Linked DNA regions of Zea mays: all the other regions are linked to region 3. Evidence: chromatin contacts called from public Hi-C data. All regions are on one chromosome and are shown on one strand. Each heading gives the region's core, a stretch centred on a gene start, on an enhancer-like site or on the middle of the called end of the contact. The rest is flanking DNA. Distances are from core to core; before and after follow the strand shown.

Region 1 (4,934 bases), core at 1,128-3,627, 300 kb before region 3:
ATGATTCTTTATGGGCAGGGATTCTGGATTATCAAATGAAATTGCATTGTAAGAGCCCAAAAACTCCAGTGGCGCCTGGGCATCAGACCATATAAAATCAGATGCCAAACCAACTTTCCGTAATGTCGTATTCCCTTCTTCATACCTACATACATGTTATGGATATCAGTGTATAACAATCTATTGTGCCATATTGTTCATCAAAGATGGTTTTGTATAACAAAAACTTAAAGCTACAACTTCTACAGGTATATTCCACCAAAGTTTTCAACATAGAAAGAACAGCATATGCCTTTTTAATGAAACCAGCTCCAAGAATGGGTAAGTAAAAAGGCTGTGATAGGCTTGGTGAGCCAACATAAACATGTGGCCACTCTAATGAAAATAAAAACGGGAAAAGTTCTGCAGTGAGCCAACATGAACACCCACCCACTCTTATGAACATAAACACTACTGGCAATGCACCATACATGAACCAGAGTGTGGTGTACTGGTTTTTTGTTGAACAAATTCTACAAACTGTTAATTCTTGTTCATTGCTTACCCTAAGGACAGAAAAACACAAAGTTTTCTGGCTCAAACTAGAAATGCCTAATTGATTATGTGACTTTGAAAAATGCTGAATTGGTGAGAACAAACATCTCAACTGCTTAAACGAAATACCAGAGTAACTGGTAAACTTTCACAGTGCCAAGAGCAATGCACCTATTTAAATGTGAGCAGTATAAGGGTATTGGAAAACAGACTGTTAGTGTTATAAACTTATAATGAACGTAAGAGCTGAATATGTAATGTGAGAACAGATATAGGTACAACATTATACTCCACTATGATGTGAACACTGCTAATCATGCTAACAAGTATATAAAAAAGATGCATACTTTCAGAAGGGGAAAAGGAAAACAAGCAGGCAAACTCCAGCAATGGTGTGACAAGGGAGCGTACCCATCACGGTGTCTCTTTTTCCTACCATCCATAACATCCCTAGACTGCAGAGTACAAACATTTCCAAAATCAAGGTATGCTAGCAGAAAAAAGAAAAGAAACTAGACAGATGACAGGTGGCTCAACATACTTTGGTCTGTTCTGGAACCACACTGAACAAGTGCTTTATATCAAGAAGTTCTGGTTGAATCTTTGCGGGAGCCTTATATTTCAGACAGATGATATAAATTTCAGCAGATGTAGACCGACTTGCCGTAGGTTTAGTTGCCTCAACCTTCTCAAACAACTGCAAGACAAGATGATATTTGATGTTTCAATTAACCAAATACAAAAAAATTATAAAAAGTGTTACAAAACATTTAATGAATGCACACACCTGTTTAAGACAGTACATAATAGCGTTGTAATCTTGAGACCTAAAAACCTGTTGAAGAAAAGAATAGTTGATTAAACATGTATTGAAATGTGAGACAATGAGAACAACAAAAGGTAATTCACAACTGAAGGAAAGCTGATTCAACAGCTGAAGGAGATGAGTCAATAAAACACATGACAACTCTGTAAGAAGGTATAAACTGTCAAAACCACTCAATATGTCAGAAGAATGGATAATTCAATACTGCTTCATTGTCCGTGCAATACAAAACCACTATGAACCCTAGGTGCACTATCTAATAAGGCATGCACACACACGAACACATCTGCCTAGAGATGAAAATGTCAAGATAGCTTGCTGCCACTCATAATTTAGGGCGTGTTTATTGTGTACTTTCAAAGAAGATACTCTGCATTCACATACTTGAAGAAAAATAAGCATCACGCTGAATTACAAATTGAAGCCAGTGAGAGTGCCAACTGCAACATTGAGCATTCTTCTTCTGTGGAATCTTTTACCTTCGTGATGAAGGCGCCCTTGGGGGCGAGGAACATGGTAGCGAGGCGCAGTGCGTCAATAACTAGCGCCGACTGCGATGTGGCCTCCTGCGCCCAGGCACCACCGACGTTGGGCGACCCATCGTGGAGCACGACGTCGAAGGCGGAGACGCCATTGGAGTCCATGAGCCTCCGCACCGCGGCGCGGCACTTGGTGGTGGTGATGTCCTCGGTGAGCGAGTGGGCCCCGCGAATGGGGCGGATGGGAACGAGGTCGACGCCGACGACGAAGGCTCCGACTGGGGCATGGTTGACGGCCACCTGAACCCACCCTCCCGGCGCGGCGCAGAGGTCGAGCACCGAGTGCGCCGTCAGGAGGAAGCGGAACCGCGCGTCGAGCTGGAGCAGCTTGAACGCCGCGCGACTCCGATACCCTTGCTCCTTGGCTAGGTGGTAGAACTTGTCCTGACGCTGCTTCCCCTTCGCCTTGCCCATCTCCGCGGCCGCCGACGAGACTTTCCAGCGAGGGGATGGGGGCTAGGGTTTTGGAGATGGTTTTGCTCCGGGCTCCGGCGGCGGTTGGGTGCTTGCCTTGTCGGAGGGCTCCGTGGCGGTTAGGCCGTTGAGCGGCTCATGGGCTAGGCCTTTTCCTTTTATGGGCCTTTACAAATGGGCTGAAAACGTCTCGTCGCCTCCCTTCTTATCCCCAATGGCGGACGCACGTCGACACATCACTGCTCACTCTGCACTCTCGCGGGATGGAGCTTGGCCTAGCGCTCCGGCTCGTCGCGCCGCCACCGCTGCTGCCGTGTCTCTCCCGTAGAGCTCTTTCCCTACCACCGGATTTTGTTTCCTCGCGTGTGCTTCGAGGAAGACGCATCCATGCCTCGAGACTGAAGCATGGAGCTGGGGTTGTGTGCAATGCGATTATGACCTATTCAGGAGTGGAAGAGGAGGAGATGGTGGAAGAAGAAATGGAAGAGGAGGCTGAACCGGCGGTGAGCACAAGGCCGCGCCTGGAGCTCATCGAGAAGCCGGACCGGAGCCTGGCGCTGCTGGATGAGTACGAGTCGGAGGAACTGGGCACCTCTCTTTGCGCCAATCATCGTAGCGGTTAGGCTCCTCACTTCTGTGCGTTTGAAATTACTCGGGTTTAGTATTTTTTAAGCTTAGGAATTGACGCCATGCAATTAGTTATAAATTTTATTAGCCAAATTTCGTCCTAGTTCGTAAAGTAAAATTATGGTGCTTGCAAAGTTGCATTGCGATGCGCAGGAGCATTTTCGTCAAAATTCCAGAACGGGGCGTTTGGATCCCTTCATTTTCGAGGAATTGGAATTCACTCAATAAAGTAACTTATTTAGTTTGGAATTTGACATTCCACCACTTTCCAAAGTTCAGATATTAGTCTATCTCAAATTCATGGGGTGAGGGATGGGAAATGGTTTTATACAGTAGTAGAATTTGTTTCTACTCTGTAACTTACGTGACACTTTTCGTCTCACTCCTCTATAGTAAAAATATAGTGCATAAATATCTCCGACATCTTGCTAATAACAGTATACAAATATATTTTGTATAAAACTGAATTAGCTTAATTGATATATGGCTAAATTACTATTATTAGAATGGAATTCAATTCTAATGATCCAAACGGGGCAGAAAGGAAATTGATCCACATTGGATGATTAGCGTACTGATACGGTGTCTCCTCAGGTTATGTTGCTGTATTGGGGAAGCCAAATGTTGGCAAGAGCACACTTATTAACCAAATGGTTGGTCAGAAACTTTCAATTGTAACAGATAAACCGCAAACGACAAGACATCGCATTCTTGGTATATGTTCTGAACCAGAGTACCAGGTATCAGAATTTAATTCAGTTCAATACAAATTAAGATCCTCGGAAGTTTTCGGTCCCATAACCCCATTAGCATCAAGTGGATCATGTTGCTTTTCGCTGCTAATCTGAGTTATCGTTTAGTTTGCAGATTATACTTTATGACACTCCTGGTGTTATTAAAAAGGAGATGCATAAGCTGGACAGTATGATGATGAAGAATGTTAGGAGCGCTATCGGCAGTGCGGACTGTGTGCTTGTTGTTGCTGATGCTTGCAAAACTCCTGAAAAGGTATTGCGAGCAGTAAGAAAGAATAATCCATCCTAACATTCAACCATTTTACCTTACATCTTGTAAGCTTTGAGCTTTTAGATTGATGAAATGCTTGAAGAAGGTGTTGGAAACAAAGATATTGGACTTCCTGTACTGCTGGTATTGAACAAGAAAGATCTCATAAAACCCGGAGAAATCGCAAAGAAACTTGAGGTGCGAACCTTATAAAATTGTCGAAAGGTGGTTCCCTGTTTCTTTTGTGCTTTCCTCTGCATAAAGACGGTATTGATTTCTAGACGACTCTTTTAACAGTGGTACCAAAAATTTACTAATGTTGATGATGTTATACCAATAAGTGCTAAATTTGGTCATGGAGTGGATGATATCAAGGAGTGGATATTGTCAAAGCTCCCTCTGGGTCCTGCTTACTACCCCAAGGTATTAGCAAATCATTCATATATTTTTATATAATGGCATTTCCTCTGTGCTTTGCTTACCTTTAAATGTCATTATCTGTCCTTAGAGAGAGTAGTTCAGATGCTCAGAACATTTTAGTAAATATTTTTGTCTGTGTGGTAAAGAGTGCGCTCCTGAATATCATTATAGTTGAACTTGATATGCCTATTCTAGTGCTGAATCCGACAAATCTTGTGTTAATCTTAATTTGATGGATGGATGCATTGGCAAATCATCCTTTTGCAGATGGCATAGTGGTTTTCTTTTTCTAGTATTAGTGAACTTATAACAATATGAACTTGAAACCGCTAATGTAAGAATTAGCATGCAATGGTTACTATGTTCTTGCCAGGCTGGTACAACTGGGTTGTGGAGAAATATTTTCTCAAAAGCCAGAGAATAGGAACTTCCCCGACATATTTTTATTTCGTCTAGCTGATGCTAAGCAGTAGGTTTACACCCTTTTACTACAGTGTTATCACCCTCTTTGTCGCTCTGTAGTTGAGGAGCATATGCTCTGTAATATGTTTCCTCAGTTGAACCCATCT
Region 2 (4,327 bases), core at 1,501-4,000, 400 kb before region 3:
ACCAAATCCTTCAAGCAATCGTCCCATGTACAGAAACGAAGTGTGCTGCAGAGCAGACCATACATCGACAGCCATCAAGGCCGATGTTGTCATTTGTGAAGCAATGAGTGGGAATAAACTGACACACTTAGCACCATACTTTCGCGAAGGAGATTGCAAGCCAGCCCATGATGTTCGGAACCGCTGCAATAATCAATGACTGCGAAACAGTAACCAAGCTAGTTAGGTGCTGTTTGGTTCACATATTTGTAACGTGAATGGTAACAGATAACATTAAATCATGTTTATTTGAGTCTAACCATAATCAGATACCACACTAAAAACTGATACCGATCTATTCAAAGTTATTTTTGTTGTCTTTTAAAGTACTGTTTGGTTCACATATTTGGAATATGAATGGTAACATAAAACATTAAATCATGTTTGTTTGAGTATAACCGTAATCAGATACCACACTAGAAATTGAAACCAATCTATTCAAAGTTATTACCGCGATCACTGAATAAGGAGGGGATTTTAGCCCCTCTAATCCCCTCCAGTTTTGTGGCTCTTAAACTAGCCCTTAAGTGTAAATCATTACCGTTACCATTTATGTTACAATACGTGAACCAAACATCATCTTAGGCTAAATGATTACATGGTTCGAGCATCTTTCAAAGCGTGATCCAATCACATCGTGAAGTGATAGCAGGGTAACTGATCCCAAGATTCAGTAAATCTATCACAGCCGATCTGGTCGTTAACTGATTAGGTTTCCCGTTACCACGGATGAATGAACAGAAAAAAGAAGAATCATGTAATCGTTTTCTTATGACGGACCAAAAAGCGCGTAATCTTTGATTCTCTTCCTTTGACGTGTGTGTTACCTTTACGCAACCAAACAGCATTTACTCTACTCTAGTTTTTTCTTGTTCAGGGCACTTAAGTCTACACTCTAATTAAAGAGGTGTTTCGTTCCCGAACTAAATTTTAATTCTTGTCACATCAAAGGTTTGAATATGAATTATAAATATTAAATATAGGCTTAATTAGGTTTAATAAATTTGTATAATCTTTTATTCTTTATTTGTGTAATTTGTTTTATAATTAAATTATATTTGTATCCGTAACTATCATTCAAACATTTGAGGTTAAAGGGTTAAAGTTTAGCTGGGTTGTAACTAGACACCCCCTAAATTAAAATTTAAAATTGCAGTTTCTGTAGATACAGTCTGTGATTTTTGGTTCCGTGAATAAAAACTCCACCGGACAAAACCACAAACCCTTCAAAATCTTATTTATGTTGGCATAAAAACAAATAATAGTTTACAATCATTTCTGTAGTCAGACAAGAATAAGAAATTGATATACAATGCCACAAAAGACAAATAAAAATCGCAAAAATAACAATTTATTGGTGGTATAAAGGTGTTGCTTGAAATCATCTTTAAAATTTAGGCATATTAAATATAGAAAACGTGATAAATTTAAGTAGTGGATAGTGGCCAGTGGTGCTGTCGACCCTCTCTGCACAGAGTCATCAAAACCACCCACCCAAAAATGGGCCCGAGCAGCATAGACCACGAAACTGACAGAACAATTTTCTGAGACATTTGCAAGGAAACAAGTCGTAGAAAAATGAAGAAAGCAGAGTTGTTTCTCACCCCTCTCCGGCCAATGTACTTGGCCATCTGGCCGCTGGCGATCGCCCCGACCATGGCGCCCACGTTGGACAGCGAACCGAACGCCGAGAACTGGGGAGGCGACGGAGCTCCATCAATTATTTGTTCGTTTGATTTTGAGACGAACGCGCCGAGCCGAGCGTGAAGACAAAGCTAGCGTTAGGACGTAGAAACTGCAGCCAGGAGGTACCTCGGAGATGGAGAGGTTGAGGTCCCGGATGATGCCGTCCTGCGTCGGCGAGGAGTAGCCGCTTGTGAAGCCGCACTGGATGGGGCCGAGCGCGACGATGAGCGTGCAGAGGAAGGCGGAGACGTGGGACTCGCGCAGGACGGCCCTGGAGGAGGTGCCGGCGGCGTTGAGGCTGGGCTGGCGCGACCCCGTCCGTTGGCAGCTCCCGCTGTTGGGCAGCAGCGGCTTGTGCAGCCCGCCGTCGTTGTCGCTGCCGCACTCGTAGCCGGCGCCGGGCGCGCTGTTGCTCGCCATGGCGCCCGCGCTCAGCGCCCAACTCGCGGCGAGATTTGATTTGTCTCGTTTTTCTCCAGGTGGGATTGGATGGATGGAGAGAGAGACAGGGGAGGAGGAGGACGAATGGCAGGAGACGAAACGGGGGAGACCCACCACCTCCATTGAATGGGCAAGCCGAGTCGCCGTCGTGAAACTCGTGATAGGCGGCAGGTCTCGCCGGGGTCCCATTTCTGAGCTGAGCTGGACATGACTACCAGCTCATCATCCACATGTCATGTTGGCCGTGTTGTTTTGCCGTTTCTCGGCACTGTGACTACTGTCACTGTCACAGGCGAGGCGAGGCGACAGGACTCGGCGTCCGGCCTCCTGGACGCCTTGCCTAGTCGGCGACTCCCTTCTCGCCACGGTCATTGCCTCCAGTGAGATCCCCACCTTCGCCGCCTCCCCCTCCGTTCCACTCCCTCGCGCGCTCCATCCTCTATCAGCAAGCAGCTCGAGACCTCCGCTGTCGACGCCATCTACACTTGCTTCCTCGCGCTCCTCTCCTCTGCTTCCTGCCGCCGTCCTTGCCCTCGCAGCCGCTGACTTGCGTACTGTTGGGTGCCAAAATGAGTGTCCCGATTTGGACCGGATGGTCCGCGCAAGCGCAGAATAAATTAGGGTTCTGAGTTTCCTCGGAATAAGCTTGGAATTTTGTTGGTAACGATCCAGCCCCTCTTCTCTATAAAAGTAGAGAAATACGGCCAATTTAATCAATCAATCGAACCCTCAATCAATACAATTTACATTTATTCTTAGGAGTAGTTCTACTCTGTTCTAGGTTAGTCTTACAATCTTCAAATTCTTCGCTTCTCTTCGACTCTACGTCAATTAGAGAAGTCTAGGTCGGCCTGCCGAGCCTATACATCACCTAGGATCTCTCCTCCCCGACAGGGTCCCTCCTGAGAGCGAGATCCAGGCGCCACCGACGATCTTCCGCCGCCCTTGCGCACGCGCGGACCGTCCGGTCCCAGGGCGCGGACCGTCCAGTCGTCAGGCAGGAAATCCTAGCCTCGCACCAGGCCGCACCGTCCGCCCCTGTGCAGAGAGCACCGCCGCTGGTTCGTGTTGAGTGATTGGCGCCCGAAAAAAGTGTCAACATACTTTTTGGCGACTCCGCTGGGGAACACACATCTAGACCTATCAAATCGGCCCTCAATGGCCGGTTCAATGGATAGTTCTGAAGTCTCCCCCAACAACATTATAGAGCCGACTTGGGAAACCTTGCCGGCTGACGAACAACTCCAGTTCGAGGAGCACAAGGAGCATCTGATACAAGAGGCAAAAGCGAAGTTTTTGGCTAACTTCAAGGTGGACAGGAACAATAAAGTCGTCCGACAACGGGCGACGGATCCGGCTTCGCTCCGACCCAATGTAAGTAATACAAACGAGCTACAATCTCTTAAGAATTATGTAGATGAACAACGAGAACAAATGCAAAATATCATAGGGGTATGCAAAACGATTATAGGAGACTAGTACGTGCATTTGATAAATCTAGTATCGCAAATTTTCCTTCGCACGAGGTTGAATTATAGGGTAACACGCGTAATACATCGGCTATAGGTTGTCACGACCAGTTACAACCCCTTTATGGGATGTCGATGGACACATACCCTGAGCAACCACAAATCGACAGTAAATCAAGCGATCTGCACATGCCCGGACCGTCCGCACGTGAGCGCGGACCGTCCGGGCCAGCAACGGCCGGGCCCATTTTTAATGAGTTACCCAGCATGCACCCGAGCCACAACATATGACACAGAATCTAAACTACCAGGTCGGACCGTCCGCATACAATGACAAACGGTCCGCATATAATCACGGACGGTCCGGGTACATGTCCGGACAGTCCGTACATGAGTTTTTTGAGAAGGATTATTACCTGAATTCTCACCCGTCCCAGCAACACTTCCCATCACACTATGCAATGCATCAGCCCATTAATACAAAATCCCGAGCCCAGGAGAACTTTCTAGCCCCGCCTAGAAGGCCGGAAAGAAACGATCAATCCTATGAGCCAGATAGGGTAAATGGCAATGCACCACATAGCTCAAACCAATGGGGGGAAAGACAACATGCTAATATCCAGCCAACCCCACCTATGTTTAACTAGAGAGTCGGTGGTCTCCCACCGGCTGCCATCGATATAGTGAGGGAG
Region 3 (4,962 bases), core at 1,419-3,918:
CATGTTATACCTGCAATTTGTTTGTTATTAGGGACCACATGCCAGATGTGCTAAGTATATCATAATCAGATTTCCCAAACTATAAACCAAAATGCAATGAAGTTCTACAATACCATGATCACGTATCTTACTATTCTTGCTAGATACAGCAAAATCTTAACAGCAGCTAAAGCTAGATGCACACAGGAATAATCATTGTTCTTACTGTAATTTAAAGAGATGGGAGCAAACAATCTGAACTTTGAAGGCCACAAAAGCTTACCACACAGGTGTTGCATTCCCAACAGATATTTCCTGAAAGCCTAGCCCAAGAATGCCATCAAATTTTGCAACCATGAAGGTAAGGCCTGGCTCCTTTGTAGCTTCAATAAATTCCTAATAAAGCAACACAATATTAATTACTTCCAAGTTGAATGAATATGGAACACGTTATAAAGTATACATAAGAGCATTGTTTCATACAAACAAACAAATCCAAGTGCGCGCTAACCTGATCATTCACATCCAGATCACCTAATTTAACGCTATCCTCACTGAAAAAACCAGCAATTGCACCGGTTCCATATTGAATGGCAGCAGGTTTTCCTGGAGTGATGAGACAAGACAACAAGTCAATGTCCAGAAACAAACAAATATCATACATAAAGCCCAATACGAAGAGCTGGAGGTTTTATGCTTTTTATCTTCTTTTTCATTGTACATATTGAATGGCAGCAGGTTTTCCTGGAGTGATGAGACAAGACAACAAGTCAATGTCCAGAAACAAACAAATATCATACATAAAGCCCAATACGAAGAGCTGGAGGTTTTATGATTTTTATCTTCTTTTTTATTGTACATTCCTGGTGGCTCGTGTTGGGTTTCATATCTAGCATAGTGTTTAAAAGGTAATTAGGCATCCAGGCGAGTGTTGTGTCCACCTGGATGCCTAGGAGACAAGGCGCCACGGTTTCCCAAGGCGAGCTGGGTACTCCTGGACACCTAGGAGACGCCTTTGAAACATAGCATACCTCAATTTGCTTGGACTAAAAAGATTATTTTTAAAAAAATAACTAGTATGATAAAACAAGGTCATATACATTCCAAGAAGGGGCAAACCTTTCAATATCCATGCTACAAGAAAAATAAGGCTGACTATTTCCAGAGTAAGGTGTGCTAGAGTCACACGCTGAAGTTATTATTATACCAACTTCTAGTGTTTCCATTGAATTCAAGGAGTCATAATCAAGCCCAAAAAAGAAAGCTACTGCAAAATGTCGTCATCATTCCTGAATGCTGGCTCCACATCGCTACATCTACACAAATTTGCACTGCATCTACATCAGGTGCTTTTAATGTCCTTTTCATAGATGTTCCGATTACCAAGCTACCACAGATTTTGTTTTGATGTTGCCAACCATGAATGATGAAATTTCTGTTTTACCGTAAATATTCTAGAAATACAAAGTAGGGCATGCAGCAGGCAGACCAAAGAAAGTAGGATTTTGTAAACTGTCAGCATTACATGAGCAAAAAATAAAAAGGGAATTTGTGATGTTAGAACTGGGAAGAAAATGTGTCTCTGCTCAAACGGAGTAAATTTAGCATTCAATTCATGACCATGCGTCATTCTATGTATGGTCATAGAATGATGCCCGATATATAAGTTTAGTTTTTTCACATCTTGTCATGCTTTCAACATATATTGTCATTTGTGTGTGTTCCCTTCACAAGAACACGAATTTTAATATGGCATGATCATATAACATGGGAGCACTATAGATGGGAAAGAAAAAAAAAACATATGAGAATAAGTCAGGCAGAATGGCAGATCTCAATCCACAGTGAGCAAATAGAGAAAATACGGTATCAAGAAAAAGGAAGAGTCAAACCGTTCTTCTTATAAGTACTTGACTGCCCTGACTTGTAGCGCGAGTGGAAGTAGCAAGCGATCTGCATCACATAACCGAAAAACACACTCCAGTGTCCAGTCTTAGCACGAAAAAAAAAACACAGCCAGACCCTTAAAAAACCTCGACGAGGCGAAGGAACGGACGAGGACGCACCGAGAAATAGCACTTGGAGGACGGCACCCAGAGGTTGGAGCTGCCGGTGTCGAAGATGACGGTGAACTTCTGCGGCGGCGTCCCGACGCCGATCTCCCCAAAGTACTGCGCGTTCATGTAGTTATTGAGCGCGATGACGTCGGAGTCGTCGTCGCCGCCGGCCGAGCCCAGGGCGTTGGCGCCGCGGAGGAGGAGGCGCTGCCTCTCCTCAGCGGAGAGGCGCGCGGCGACGCGGGCGTTCTGGTCGACGGGCTGCTTCTTCAGCGCGACCCGCACCAGGCCCCCCGCCGCCGCCGCCGCCGCCGCCGCCGCCGACGCGGGGGCGAGGGCCTGGAGGAGCGCCGCCGCGAGGAGCGCTAGGGCGACGCCGCGGGGTCCCATGGTCGCGATCTGCAGCAACCGAAGGCGGGGCCGACGGCGAGCGGCGGAGACGGAGTTAGCCTAGACCGTGGGGAGATTCGAAGGGGACTTAGTTAGATCGCACAGATCCTTGGCCGATGGGGAAAGCGCTGGCTGGAACAACGGGAGGACTGCTCCTAGAAGTAACTGATACTGGCGCGATTAGTTCGGTGCGGTTGCAAGCGGAGTTTATTACAACGTCTAAAATAAAAGCCTCGCAGATCGGATCGATCGAGGATCAAAGGCGGATTACAACTACGAACGCGCGGAAACAAGCAGATCAGCACGCATCAGACACCGCCGGACGCAGTCAAGGCGAGTCCACGAGAAGCGGCGAACTCACCAGAAACCGAGGGCGAGCAGCAGAAGAGAAAGGTAGCAACTGACGTGCCAGCAACTGCGGAGCGGAGGCGTGGTGGGGCGGCGGCGGGTATAAAGAGCAGGCGGGGTGGGGCCACGCGCCCTTCTGGCCGTCGGATCCAGTGGACGTATGAGATCGGCCGTTGGTTGAGGATAGGGGCGTCTCGTGCCCGGGGTCAGAACTGGCGCGGGTCGGGTACCCACTACCCAGCAAGTGAAGTGCCCGATCACGATCAGTAGCAGGTCGCGTCCGGTGCTGTGCCTGCCGGTTACTTTGCCTTCAAGTAACAAATATTCGTTTAGTTATATTCAATTAAAGGATACTATATGCTAGTATAGTTTTTCATTTTTCAAACACCAGTAGGTACATGTTGACCCCATGTCTATCTATGAACACGCGCAAACCTAGGAGTAAGAGCACTTTTGTAAAAAAAAAAAGAGCCGGCGGGGTTTTTGCTTTGTGACACTGATAAAGTTACGGTAGGCAACCCGCAACCCGACCCGCTAGCGTAGAGAGCGACACGTAGATAGCTTGCATGAATACTCCGTGGAATCTCCTTGTCGTGCTGTGCTGTTTAACGTGAGTACGCGACGCATGGCAATGGCATGCGCTACTAGCCCGTACGTACCCAGCTCGTGTCGTCGTGGCTCCCTCCATCCGACGGTGGTGGGCCTACTCGTCTTGGGGCCACACCCGGCCGGCGTAGACAGCGGGGTAGGATAGCGTGTGAGTAGAGCGGCACGTTGCTGCTGGGCGCGGGATTCTGCTCCGCACCGCACACCCCTCGCGTGCACGCCAACCCACTATGTACCTAGATATTTGATAAATGTATGATTCGTGGAATCATGGTTTATATCCGGCCATACAATACATACAATACATGAACGGTAGAGCTAACCGGAAATCTGCAAAATCTCTATCTCTACTAACTATTAAGGATGGATTGTAGACTGCCCCCGCGCCCCTCCCCCGCTACCGCACGCCCGGCCGCGCGAAACCTCCGCACGCCCGCCTGTCCACCGCAACGCATTCCCCGCGCATCCCGTCGTCTCGCACGCCCTTAAGCCCGCAACGCCCTCCCCAGCGAAACCCTCCGCTACCTCAACGCCGCACGCCCGCCGCCGCCGCGAAATCCGCACCCAGGCATCCAGAGGCGAAGCCAGGATCCAAAGACAGAGGGGGCAGGCTTAGCCTCCAAGCGACCAAACCAGCAAGGACACAATATAAAAATGGCAAGAGAACCAACTACAATGTATATATTAATATATAATCTTCATTAAAAAACAGTATAATGAAACATCATCTATTTTGTCAAACTAAATAAAATTACATCTCAGTTATTTTGAATTTAGCTCTACGTGTATTAGCTAGATCATAGACCTTGATAATATCATCAGAACAAATCATTGCCGCTAATTCCCTTTCAATATAAACGACCAGATAATCCCGTAAATAGGCATCTCCCATTTTTCTTTGAAGACGTGTCTTCACAAATTTCATAGTTGAAAAGGCTCTCTCTCTGTGGTCGCAGTTGACACAGGAAGAGTTAAGAGTAATCTCAATAATTTATCTATCATCGGATAAGAAGAATATTTACCCAGCTTAACTAATCCACTTGGTTGGGCCAAAAATTAAGGGCTTCAGACTACCAAATAATAAACTGGCAGCAAAATAATGGGCTATAGAATACATTATTAATCTGATTTGCTTGGGCCATTGGGGGGTGCCAGGCCCACTCCGGCCCCCCTGGTGGCTTCGCCACTGCAGGCATCCCTCCGGTACCCACACCGCCAGCTCGCGACTCTCGCACGCCCGCCTCCCCCTCTGCTCTAGTGTCGCGCCCTCGCCTGTCCCCACCCCCATCTCCCGAAGTCGTCTGCGACCGCCACCCTGCTCCCCTCGCCACGTGCTGCGTCCGCCGAGAACACCCCCGTGGATGTATCCGGGATTCGAGGCCTCCCCCTCCCTTCCCCTTTCCCTTCCCCTTCCCCTCCCCCATCGGCGATGCCCGGATCCGCGACCGTCGCCGTCCAACCCCGGTCTCCGTCTGTGACCGCTCCATGGTAGCGCAAGCGCTGGAGGCATCCACAGGGGCTACAAACGTGACCCCGCCCCCGTTCGACATCGGCACCCCCTCCCCCCGACCACTGCAGGTTT

What was found. Hi-C and Micro-C count contacts between places; a contact is called where the count stands out from the background.
Region 1: a contact with region 3 is called in a Hi-C map of bundle sheath, with 2.8 times the contacts expected there. The contact joins the promoter of LOC103635342 here to the promoter of LOC100284362 in region 3. A contact is called at or near these places in 9 of 25 Hi-C or Micro-C datasets (bundle sheath, ear, endosperm and 3 more).
Region 2: a contact with region 3 is called in a Hi-C map of leaf, with 5 times the contacts expected there. The contact joins the promoter of LOC109939172 here to the promoter of LOC100284362 in region 3. A contact is called at or near these places in 2 of 25 Hi-C or Micro-C datasets (ear and leaf).

The regions. Positions count from the first base shown.
Region 1 is chr8:72,571,834-72,576,767 of Zm-B73-REFERENCE-NAM-5.0, reverse strand. LOC103635342 (putative rRNA methyltransferase) reads right to left here and starts at 2,377. Exons shown (of 11, transcript NM_001363596.1): 1 at 1,840-2,377; 2 at 1,322-1,369; 3 at 1,076-1,231; 4 at 946-989; 5 at 1-145. The coding sequence starts at 2,313. ERA1 (GTPase ERA1, chloroplastic) reads left to right here and starts at 2,515. Exons shown (of 9, transcript NM_001363285.1): 1 at 2,515-2,931; 2 at 3,535-3,680; 3 at 3,808-3,948; 4 at 4,030-4,143; 5 at 4,243-4,368. The coding sequence starts at 2,577.
Region 2 is chr8:72,676,521-72,680,847 of Zm-B73-REFERENCE-NAM-5.0, reverse strand. It overlaps LOC109939172 (sugar transporter ERD6-like 6), which reads right to left and starts at 2,750. Exons shown (of 18, transcript XR_004851970.1): 1 at 1,852-2,750; 2 at 1,644-1,733; 3 at 140-199; 4 at 1-45.
Region 3 is chr8:72,275,265-72,280,226 of Zm-B73-REFERENCE-NAM-5.0, reverse strand. It overlaps LOC100284362 (aspartic proteinase oryzasin-1), which reads right to left and starts at 2,668. Exons shown (of 13, transcript NM_001157257.1): 1 at 2,046-2,668; 2 at 1,872-1,932; 3 at 491-585; 4 at 263-375; 5 at 1-10. The coding sequence starts at 2,426. It overlaps LOC109941436 (a long non-coding RNA gene), which reads left to right and starts at 582. Exons shown (of 2, transcript XR_002264072.2): 1 at 582-667; 2 at 806-1,807.